Linked DNA regions of Sus scrofa: region 1 is linked to region 2. A link is a contact called in public promoter capture Hi-C data. All regions are on one chromosome and are shown on one strand. Each heading gives the region's core, a stretch centred on a gene start, on an enhancer-like site or on the middle of the called end of the contact. The rest is flanking DNA. Distances are from core to core; before and after follow the strand shown. Region 1 holds the start of OTUD6B (OTU domain-containing protein 6B). Region 2 holds the start of TMEM67 (meckelin).

Region 1 (5,434 bases), core at 1,044-3,543, 2.9 Mb before region 2:
ACTTATAGTTTCCATTGTCTTTAAACTCTTTTATCCTTTGTTTTATACTAATGTATCCAGGGTTAGAGATTGATTTTTGATCCAATTTTAATCTTTTTGGTAGGAATATTTAACCAGTTTATGAGTGAAATAACTTAGCTATATTCCTGTGTCAATCTAATTTCAATGCTTTAATGCTGTTTTTCACCACCTCCTCTCCAATCCAAAAAACTGGAATGTTTTCTATTTTTATTTGTTATCTCATTTTCAAATTTACTAGAATGAGCTACTACATGAAGCAATAGGTACTGATTTTCTGTAGGCAAGATGTATATAAAACAAGGTTTTAAACTACTACCGCCCCCCAACCAGTGATATGGGAATTTTTTTTACACTACCAATATTACATTACAGACAAATTTGCTATTCCCCCCACCCTCGGTATTTAAAAATAGGGAATAGCAAATTTGATTGACAGGTTTTCCTATTTTGTCAGATTAACATTTGATATACCGTTATTCTACAGGTTCTGTCCACAGTGACAAAGTCCTGTTATCTACTTGTTTAGCTTAGGAACATGGATATCTTTATCTATATTATAATGCTAAAAATAAAACTATTCATTAAATGTTTGGCATGCCTTTTCACAATTTAAAAGGACCTAAACTGAAATTTTAGACAGGATTTACAAATTTATTTTTGCATTTCGTTTTGTAACTCTATGTAACAATTTGACTTTAATGCTGTTTAACTAGTTTAATATTTACCGGTAACTTTCTCATACAATTGCTTCCTCGAGGCATTTTAATTCATGTTGTTAGCTAAATATCATTTAGCAACTTTGTCAAGGATTGTACTTGAAAGATGCAATTTCTTATTTTTTAGGCCTGCACCCAGGGAATATGGATAGGAGCTGCAGCCTGCACCCCAGCTCAGGGCAACACTGGCTACTTAATCCACTGAGTGGGGCCAGGGATCAAACAGCATTCTTGGGGATACGCCTTACTTGATGGGTTCTTGCCTTACTTGATGAGCCACAAGGGGAACTTCAAAAGATACATTTTCTTTACCCCTTCATGTCTTCCAGCTGCCTTGGTACAGAAATGATAACTTGGCAGAGTATATAATACTTGTTTCAAAATTATTTTTCCTTAAAACTCTGAAGACATTGTTCCATTGTTTTCTGGCACTTAAGACTTGCAAGTGAAAAATGTGAAGTCAGCCTGACTTTCACCCATGTAAAGAAACTTGCTTTCTCTGGATACTTGTAGAAGTTTTTCTTTATCCCTTCAAATTAAAAATATCACCAGGATATGTCAGGGTGTTGCTTTCATTAAATTTTAATGATACCCTGTTAATTTTTCCATTTGCAGATCTGGTTCCTTCTTCAACTCTGTAGATTTTTCTACGATTAGTTCCTTAATTATAGTTTCAGCTTCATTTGATTTGTCCTGTTTCAGGTATTCCTATTATGCCAAGATTGTACCTCCTGGACAGGCCCTCTAGGTGTCTCTTCGCTTTACTTGATTTCTTTTCTTTTTTTCTGCATGCTGTAAAAATTTCTCGTTTGGCTTAACTTAAGTAAATCGATCTCCTGCCCCATCAGGCTTGCACATTTCCGTTATCTCAATTCCCTGATACTTTTCAAACGCTCTGACAATAGCTTCTTTATCACTGAGATTAGGTCTTTAAACTCCTGTGTTCTATGATACTTAGTCCTTATTATCTCTTCTGTTTCCATCGCTACAGGCGTTTCAAGAGGCGGCATTTTCTCAATTACTTAGCTGTTTTTCTTCGGAACTGCGGTATTATAACCTTGAAAATAATAAACAGAACTTAATTCCCTACTGTTTGATTTACGCAGCACAAAGATCCTCATTCATACTTATTAAAAGTTTCACTGAAATTTTTTTATTTTTCCTTCTTACCTTTTGAAAAGAACTTCCTAGTAATGGAACCAAAAACGAAGATTAAAGGACACGGTCCGAGGTACCCAACAAAACAAAAAGAACATCCAAAATGGTTTCTACAACGTCATCTTTGCGCGCTTCACGGCCTGGTCAGCAGACGCAACAGTAGCTTTACTGCCAAAAGCGCTCTAGCGACGGGGTCAACTGCAGGCTGCAAACTTCAGTCGGTTAAGCCACACCCCCACAAACCGTTGCGCTCCACCCCCGCCGCCCCGCCCCGCCCCGCCCCGCCCCGTCCCATCAGAGCGCGTCACGCGGGGGTGCGCATGCTTAGTACGCCATTCTTCCTCCTCGCTCCTAAGGCTCGGCTCAGATCCGGTACCGCCTTGAAGGCGGGGCTGGGTCCCAGCTGCGGCCAATGGCGCCGAAGGTGAGGGTTGAAGGGTGGAAGGTGCTCTGTAGCTGGTCGTGCTGGTTTCTTCCCGCGCGTGTGCTGGGCTTACCTGGTCGTCATGGAGGCAGTCTTGACCGAGGAGCTTGATGAGGAGGAGCAGCTGGTGAGAAGGCATCGCAAAGAGAAGAAGGAGTTGCAAGGTGACGGGGAATGGGAACCTAGAAGACGCCAGGGCCCAGGGAAGGGCGCGTGGCGGGCCAGTTCCGGAGCTGGATCTTCCGAGGCTTCTCCAGAGTAACCAGTAACTTCTTCCCTCCCGCCTCCCCTGGGTCCCATAATCCCCCAGATCTTCGGAAGCTGCTTCTTAAGTCCGCTACCGTCCTGGTGCGGGTGCCTGGAAACACCTGGAAACTACGAACTTGGACACAGGGCCCTCTCCCAGCTCCATTTCCTATTCCTTCCCTAGTTCCTCAGAAGGGATGCTTGAAAGATTTAAAAACTTGAGTCTTTTTTTTTTTCTTTTTACTCCTACCACACCAAACTGACGGTTGTGTTACTAGATTTTATTTGGGGTTGGGGGGGCAGTCCATATTTTTCTGGGCTCTTCTCTGTAACTATTATGTAATTACTCTTCTTGCTATTATAATTACTTCTAAACCCTCCTCTCTTACCATCCTCTTATTGTTACTATTTCTTGTTTCTTCTGAATCCCTGGGTTTTTGATCTAATGATTTTCGTGGCTTTCCAGCCAAAATTCAGAGTATGAAGAATGTTGTTCCCAAGAATGACAAAAAGAGGAGGAAGCAACTCACTGAAGATGTTGCTAAGTTAGAAGCAGAAATGGAACAGAAACATAGAAAGGAACTGGAGCAATTGAAGCTGACTTCTAAGGAGAGTAAAGTATGTGAAGTAATGTTCCTTTTTTGTCTACAGCATTTGATAGCAATTGTGCACTTCTCTTAAACCGTTTACTTATATATAAATCACAAAATTGGAGGGAAAGAAATCTCTCGCATCACCTTTCTGATATTTTTCTGACCAGATTTACATGAGTGTGTTTTTTAAGGGAGGACAGCAAAGAAAGTCCACTTCTTTAACTGTTCACTTGCCCCAAAGATGAACAGATTGATAAGATGGACTAGAGGAAGCTTCACCAAATGGAGGTTGGAAGACCAGTCTTCTAGACTTGACATTAAATAGGATTGTAACCTGGGCAATTGGTTATTGGATTGTAAGCTGCTTAACTTTCTTGAGCATAAATTTCTTCACATTCATATGATATAAATATTACTGATTTTTTTTTTTAAGCAACCTCTCCTTTTAAGGAGGAGAGGTTGCAGATGTGGCTTGGATCAGGTGTTAACTGTGGCTGTGGTGTAGGCCAGCAGCTGCAGCTCCAGTTCTACCTCTAGCCTGGGAACTTCCATATGCTCCAAGAGAAGTAGTAAAAAAAAAAAGTTCTTTATTAACAATTTGTAATGAATGGAAATGTATTGACGTTTCTTGGTTAAATTGGAGTCTGTTAACTATCATCATTTTAGCTAATATTTATTTCATCACCGTAGCCATGCACAATGTATTGTCTGCAATACACTTTAACGTGTTACATGTGTTATCTCATATAATTCCCACAGTAACACACTATGAAGTATTACCTTTGAAGTAAGTGTAGATAACCCCCTTTTTCAAATGGGAGACAGACTCAGATTAAAACCTTTGTTCTGATTTTATAACAGCTATTAAGTACCAAAGCCAGAGTTCAAAATCAGAACAGTCTTACTCCAGAAAGTGAATACTGAATTGTTACCATCTTATCTGGTTTATTGCATGGGTTTTAGATATCAAAGATCCTAGACCTCATAACCTCACTCCTGTTTTTGATAGAAAGTTCCTATGTACATGCAACATTTTATCTACCATAAATAAATTTTATTTTATTTCATTCCATTCATTTTTGATCTGCTCCTAACAGGGAAAACAGCTTATCTGTATTGATTTACAGTGGTTGTTATAATAAATATAGTCTTATTTTCTTAAATTTTTAGGCAGTCATCAAGATCCTGGCCTTCAGTGCCTATAACATATTCTCTTTCCAAGTAACAAGGCATAATGCTTCAGGTGTTTGTGTTGTCACAATCAGCGTATTCCTAATTGTCTCCCTATCTTTTCTAATGGTGAGATAGTTTTGTTGCTTTCTCAGGCCTTTCAAACTTGAGATTTATCTCCTAGGTTTCTAAGGACAAAAAAAATATTTGATAAGCTACATATTGTTCAAATGTTAAGATACAAACTGTCATTTTGTTTTGAACTATTATCTTTTTTTTTTTTTTTAACTGAAACCCCTGAAAGTTACCTGAATTCTTTTGTCATTGCTTTCTCTTTATTTTCAGATGCTTTTTTGTATTTTGCCTGTTGTCATTATGGCCATTTGTAAATGTTAGCAAATTCCTCTGAAAAATCTAGGAATCCTAATTTCCCTAAAGTTGATAAGCACTCTTTGAAGCCTTAATCTGATTTTGATATTTTGATCATTTGGGCCATAACCTTGGAGACTCTTGTTATTAGAGGCCTTAATATGTATCATGTATGTGTCATGCTAAAAACTAGTTTAACTTATAGTTGCAGTATTAAAATACCAGCTGCTAATCCTGTTATAAGTCTAGTATCTTTTTTCTAGAGCAAACACATAATGGTTATGTGATGATTAAGATTCATTGTAATAATGATAATTATTTTACACTTACAGGGTTTTTGTTTTTTTTTTTTTTTTTTTTTTTTGTGCCACACCTGCAGCATATGGAGGTTCCCAGGCTGGGGTCAAATTGGAGCTACAGCTGCCGGCCTACACCACAGCCACAGCAGTGCAGGATCCGAGCCACATCTGCAGTCTACACCACAGCTCACAGCAATGCCAGCTCCTTAACTCACTAGGCAAGACCAGGGATTGAACACACAACTTCATGGCTCCTGTTCGGATTTGTTTCTGCTGCACCACGACGGGAACTCCTATACTTATAGTTTTTCAGTAGATGGGAAAGGATAGAAGAAACTCAGTTTGTTACTAGGGTCATGAAGCAGTGCTCATCGGGTTCCAGCTAATGAGGATGGAGAAAGGTCTTTGCCACCATTTTTGAGGTTATGAAGATAGTAA
Region 2 (5,232 bases), core at 2,622-5,121:
TCTACAGTCTCATTAGAGCAGTTATCTCAAAATATGTTAATTATATTTTTCTCTGACTGTTTCTCTACCAGGTTATGAGGCCCCTGAGGGAAAGCCTTAGAGAAGTGCTCAATGATTGAAAAATGATTGAACTCCCCATCAAAGATGAGCTACCTTCTGACTTCTTACCTAGGGCTCTCATTCTTAGTGATATGCCTCTCAACTCATTTTTAAAGATTCAAAAACACAACAGTCTTTTTTATTTTTTCTTTTTTGGATGCCCCCATGGCATATGGAAGTTCCCCAGGCCAGGGATCAAATCAAAGCTGAAGCTTCGACCTACGCCAGAGCTGCAGCAATGCCAGATTATTAACTCACTGCACCACAGAAGTAACTCCACCAAAAACATAATAGTCTTTAGAACACTTAAGGTGATTCCCATTTCTGGTTCCAGACTCTTCAAGACTTAGACCTCCACATCCATTTCTGCAATACCTGTCTACCTGAGTAGGCAACTCATGTTCAACATAACTAAACCATTCTTATTTTCTCTCTTTTTTTTTTAGGACCGCACCTGTGGCATATGGAGGTTCTCAGGCTAGGGGTCTAATCAGAGCTACAGCTGCCAGCCTACGCCACAGTCACAGCAACACAAGATCCGAACCGCGTTTGCAACCTAAGCACAGCTCGCGGCAATGCTGGATCCTTAACCCACGGATGGAGGCCAGGGATCGAAACTGCAACCTCATGGTTCCTAGTTGGATTTGTTTCCACTGCACCACAATGGGAACTCCCATACTTGTCTTCTCTTGACCCGAGGACTTTCCTTGCCTAGCTTTTATCTGCTCCCAATCCAACATGATCTAGCCTTGCAGTCAAGATCTAGACTTGCTGCAAGTTTTTAGTGCTACATGGTTTCCCTTTCAATTATCCATTCTACTTCTTACTTTTAACTATGTTCTTCACTTAAAAAAAATGATCTGGCTTAATTTTTCTGATCTCCAGCCCAGGATTTCTTGATGGCTTCACTCATCTATCTCTTTTCTTACAATCTGAGAAAGAATGACTCTCCTCCCTTTAGATGATTCTCTTTCCACTCTTATATCCAAGTCCTTGACCCCTTCCCAGGAACTCAATTACTCCTCTTTTTATTTTGAATCTCTCTTCTACTACTCCTTTCCTTTCATCTCCACTAATGTACATATTCCCCTTACCCTAAAAATATTAAAATTCTTTTAGTTCATCCCCTTCTTTTGCCTTCCCTTCAATGCCAAGTTCCTTAAAATAGCCTATCTGATGGTTGCTCTTTATCAGTACTGCTCTATGACTTGCCTCTAACCCTATCACTGTAATAAAACAGCACTCTAAAAGGTAACTAATGGTGTTCCCTTATGGGGCAGTGGGTTAAGGATCTGGCCTTGTCATTTGCAGTGGCCTGGGTTGCTCTGTGGCTTGGGTTCAATCCCCGGCCTGGGAAATTCCACATGCCACAGGTTTTGGAGTTGGTCAAATGGAGATAAATTCTAGCTTCACCACTTCCTAAAATGTAACTTTTTTATCCTCAGTTAATTTTTTTTGTCAAAGGATACAAAAAAAAGATAGTATTCCCTCAAAGGATTATTATGAAGCATTAAGGTTCATGCTGTCAAGTGCCTAACACAGTGCACAATGTGGAACACAAGGAACCTGCTCTTCTATTGTTTTAGTTATATAGTAGATAATAAGTAAATATTATTGCCCCAGTCACTCCCACAGAGCATATAACATTGTGTACTTCATTAAGGAAAATTAGAGTTAAAATTCCCCCATAGGAAGTTTTGCAGGCTAATCTCAACTATTCTGACCATACCCTTTCTGACCCAGTTAACATAAAGTTATGTATTTTTCAAAAATTATATTCATATAAGTGATTTCTACTTCAGATTAAACACTCCAACAGCATGGTAATTACTCAGAAAATTTTTTAAAATTCCTCTTAAAGGAACAGTTTTCAGAACATACACCTTCTGTGCCACAGATATTAGTGACAGAGTGAATGCAGATCTTTGTGGGAAGGTCACATGAAGAATACTAGGCCTAATGGTGGCTAATAGTTAAAGTTAGCTAACTTTCCTAGATGCATGTTACCACACATATTGAGAATATTACATACATGTATTCCCTTAATAGTGATAAATCATTGTTTTTATTACAAAGTTTGTGTTTTTCTGAGAAAGCCAAAAGTCATTTCAAGCTAACACTAACACTAACACTGATGAATAAGGTGTCTTCAAAATATGCCAGCTTTTACTGGGTGTGGGAGGGGGACAAAATACAACAATAAAATAAATAGAATACAACAGAAGCAGAAAGGGAATGTAAATATTAAAATGTAATTTTTTCTTTTATGACCCAGATACTGGCTTTGAGGACAATTCTAAAATGTTTGGGGGCCGAGAGCCTCCAAGTGCTTGATTTTTTTGTCTTTGGGGGGGGGGCACCCACAGCATATGGAGGTTCCCAGGCTATTGGTTGCATCGGAGCTACAGCTGCTGGCCTACACCACAGCCACAGAATTGCTGGATTGGGGCCACATCTGTGACCTACACCTCAGCTTGCAGCAAGGCTAGATCCTTAGCCCACTGAGCAAGGCCAGGGATGGAACCAGCAACCTCATGATTGCTAGTCAAATTTGCCTACGCTGTGCCACAAAGGGAACTCCTAAGGGTGCCTATTTTGAAAGACAATATTCACTTATGTGTACATTTGATTAAAAAAATAGATTCCTTTTTTTTTTATTCACAACTGGAGTAAAGATGATCTCATCTTCTATACATGATTTCTTATGCTCAAAAAAAAGAAGACAGGAGTTCCCATCGTGGTGCAGTGGTTAACGAATCCGACTGGGAACCATGAGGTTGCAGGTTCGATCCCTGGCCTGGCTCAGTGGGTTAAGGATCCGGCGTTGCCGTGACCTGTGGTATAGGTTGCAGACACGGCTGGGGTCCTGCGTTGCTGTGGCTCTGGTGTAGACTGGTGGCTACAGCTCCGCTCAGACCCCTAGCCTGGGATCCTCTATATGCTGCGGGAGCGGCCCTAGAAAAAGGTAAAAAGACAAAAAAAAAAAAAAGAAAAAAAAAAAAAAAAGAAAGAAAGAAAAAACACAAAGAAAGTTCCGTCAGTAAAGATCTTTTTTTAGTGCCAATCTTCCGACATTGCATATTTCAAATCAGTGTTTTTCCTTTTTTGACGAAGGTATTTTTGACAAATTCATTGTTGAGATGTCTCTTTTAATACGATAATGACCTACTGTGTATAAATTTTTTTTTTTTTTTTTTTTTTTTTTGAGGGCTGGCACTCATGGCATCTGGAGGTTCCCAGGCTAGCGGTCCAATCTGAGCTGTAACCGCTGGCCTACCGCGCAATCACAGCAATGGGCCAGATCTGAGAGGCGTCTGCGACCTACGTCACAGCTCAGGAACCTGGATCCTTAACCCACTTAGTGAGGCCAGAGATAGAACCTACGTCCTCATGGATGCTAGTAAGATTTGTTTCCGCTGTGCTACAACGGGAACTCTGACTTACTCTGCATAAATTTTGATGTAAATGTCATTTAACAGATTAATGAAATAACACTCAGTTTGTGTGCTAAAATCAGATAATTTCTTTGCTGTGCTATTCTATTTCGCGACCTCCTAAATTAACTTCGCGTCCTGATAATAGGTGGCATAGCAGAGTTTGAAGCAAACATTTTAAACAGCCTGTCGCGCCTGCCAGGCTCCCGCGTTAGCTTGCATGTAACCCAGACCAGGCAGCTTCCCGCGGCTTTGGTAACCTAGCAACCAGGCAGCAGTGGCCGACACTTCCGGAATCCGGGCCTCAGTTGTCCAATCAGCTCTGCAAAGTCGTCGCGGAGGCTGATGGGGCGCGTATAATGCGCGGCCCGCTAGCGTCTCACCATGGTGACGGGCAGCTGTGGTCCTGGGGTGGCAATGGCCGCCAGGTCTGTCCGCTCCGTAGCGACTGTGACCGTATTCCTCTTATTGGTAGTGCCTCGAGTCTCACAGACTCAGACCTTCTTTTTCCCTTTCCAGCAACCAGAGACATGCGGTCACAACCAGTACTTCGATATCTCCGCGCTCTCCTGTGTGCCGTGTGGAGCTAACCAGATGCAGGATGCCGGAGGTGAGATGGCTCCGGGTGGGCCCTGGCTAAAGTACCACTCCCACCTTGGCTCTGTCCCCAGACCCCAGGGTCGTCGAAACACCTTTTCGTCTGCGGAAAGAATATTTCAGAAAGGTTAACTGCCAACAGCCGAGAGAAGGGTTTCCTTGGAGGATTGCAACTTGCGCACAACATATGAGGATGAGGAAACCCTGGTCCGTAGGCCGTTGCCAGTAATTAATTTCTTGTCTCCATTCCCCTACTCCTTATCCGGGAAGTCTTTTAGGGAGGCACCTGAAAAAACTGAATAAGGTGAAAAAGCAGGTGACAGGACAAATTGGGGAGGGAATACAAATTAGGGCTTGTACATTTTGATCGCTTTTTTCCTTGCTTTTCAAATCCCAGAAGTTTCGAGCTGGAAAAGATCTTAAGCATAATCAGGCCCAGCCTTCTCATTTTACAGATAAGGAAATGAATGACCCTCAGTCTCAACCTATGTATTTCCACTATACAGTATGTCAGTAATATTATAAATTTTCTTAGGATCTAGCCCTTTTAGTGTTGAATATTACTAATTGCCCTTGAGGTCTCTTTAAATTAAGCTTTTTTTTTTTTTTCTTCTTGAAACGTTTATCATTTGGTCCCTGGTTGTCCTCACTAAAACTGCTCAGAATAAGTATTTCCGTATTCTGAAGTCAAGGATTTTTTTTTTTTGTCTTTTTGCCATTTCTTGGGCTGCTCCTGCGGCATATGGAGTTTCCCAGGCTAGGGGTCTAATCGGAGCTGTAGCTGCCAGCCTATACCAGAGCCACAGCAACGCGGGATCCGAGCTGCATCCGCAACCTACACCACAGCTCATGGCAACGCCGGATCGTCAACCCACTGAGCAAGGGCAGGGATCGAACCCGCAACCTCCTGATTCCTAGTCGGATTCGTTAACCACTGCGCCACGACGGGAACTCCTGAAGTCAAGGATGTTTTTAATCTCCACTTGATCACCCATGGCATTAACTTTCTGCCATCTTCAAATTTTATATGTCCTTATAAAATAATCCTGTAGGACAGGTCAGGTAAGAAAAGATGAATGAGAAAGCGTTTCCCGGACTTTAA

Evidence for each region. Promoter capture Hi-C pulls out the DNA fragments that hold promoters and counts their contacts.
Region 1: a promoter capture Hi-C map of liver shows a contact between it and region 2, with 11 times the contacts expected there. The contact joins the promoter of OTUD6B here to the promoter of TMEM67 in region 2. A contact is called at or near these places in 2 of 5 promoter capture datasets (fetal liver and liver) and 1 of 47 Hi-C or Micro-C datasets (alveolar macrophages).

The regions. Positions count from the first base shown.
Region 1 is chr4:45,790,129-45,795,562 of Sscrofa11.1, reverse strand. It overlaps OTUD6B (OTU domain-containing protein 6B), which reads left to right and starts at 2,293. Exons shown (of 8, transcript XM_003125574.4): 1 at 2,293-2,388; 2 at 2,390-2,483; 3 at 3,032-3,183. The coding sequence starts at 2,308. It overlaps LOC100516731 (a long non-coding RNA gene), which reads right to left and starts at 2,126. Exons shown (of 3, transcript XR_115866.4): 1 at 1,908-2,126; 2 at 1-1,794.
Region 2 is chr4:42,929,745-42,934,976 of Sscrofa11.1, reverse strand. It overlaps TMEM67 (meckelin), which reads left to right and starts at 3,871. Exons shown (of 28, transcript XM_021089109.1): 1 at 3,871-3,961; 2 at 4,053-4,143. The coding sequence starts at 3,893.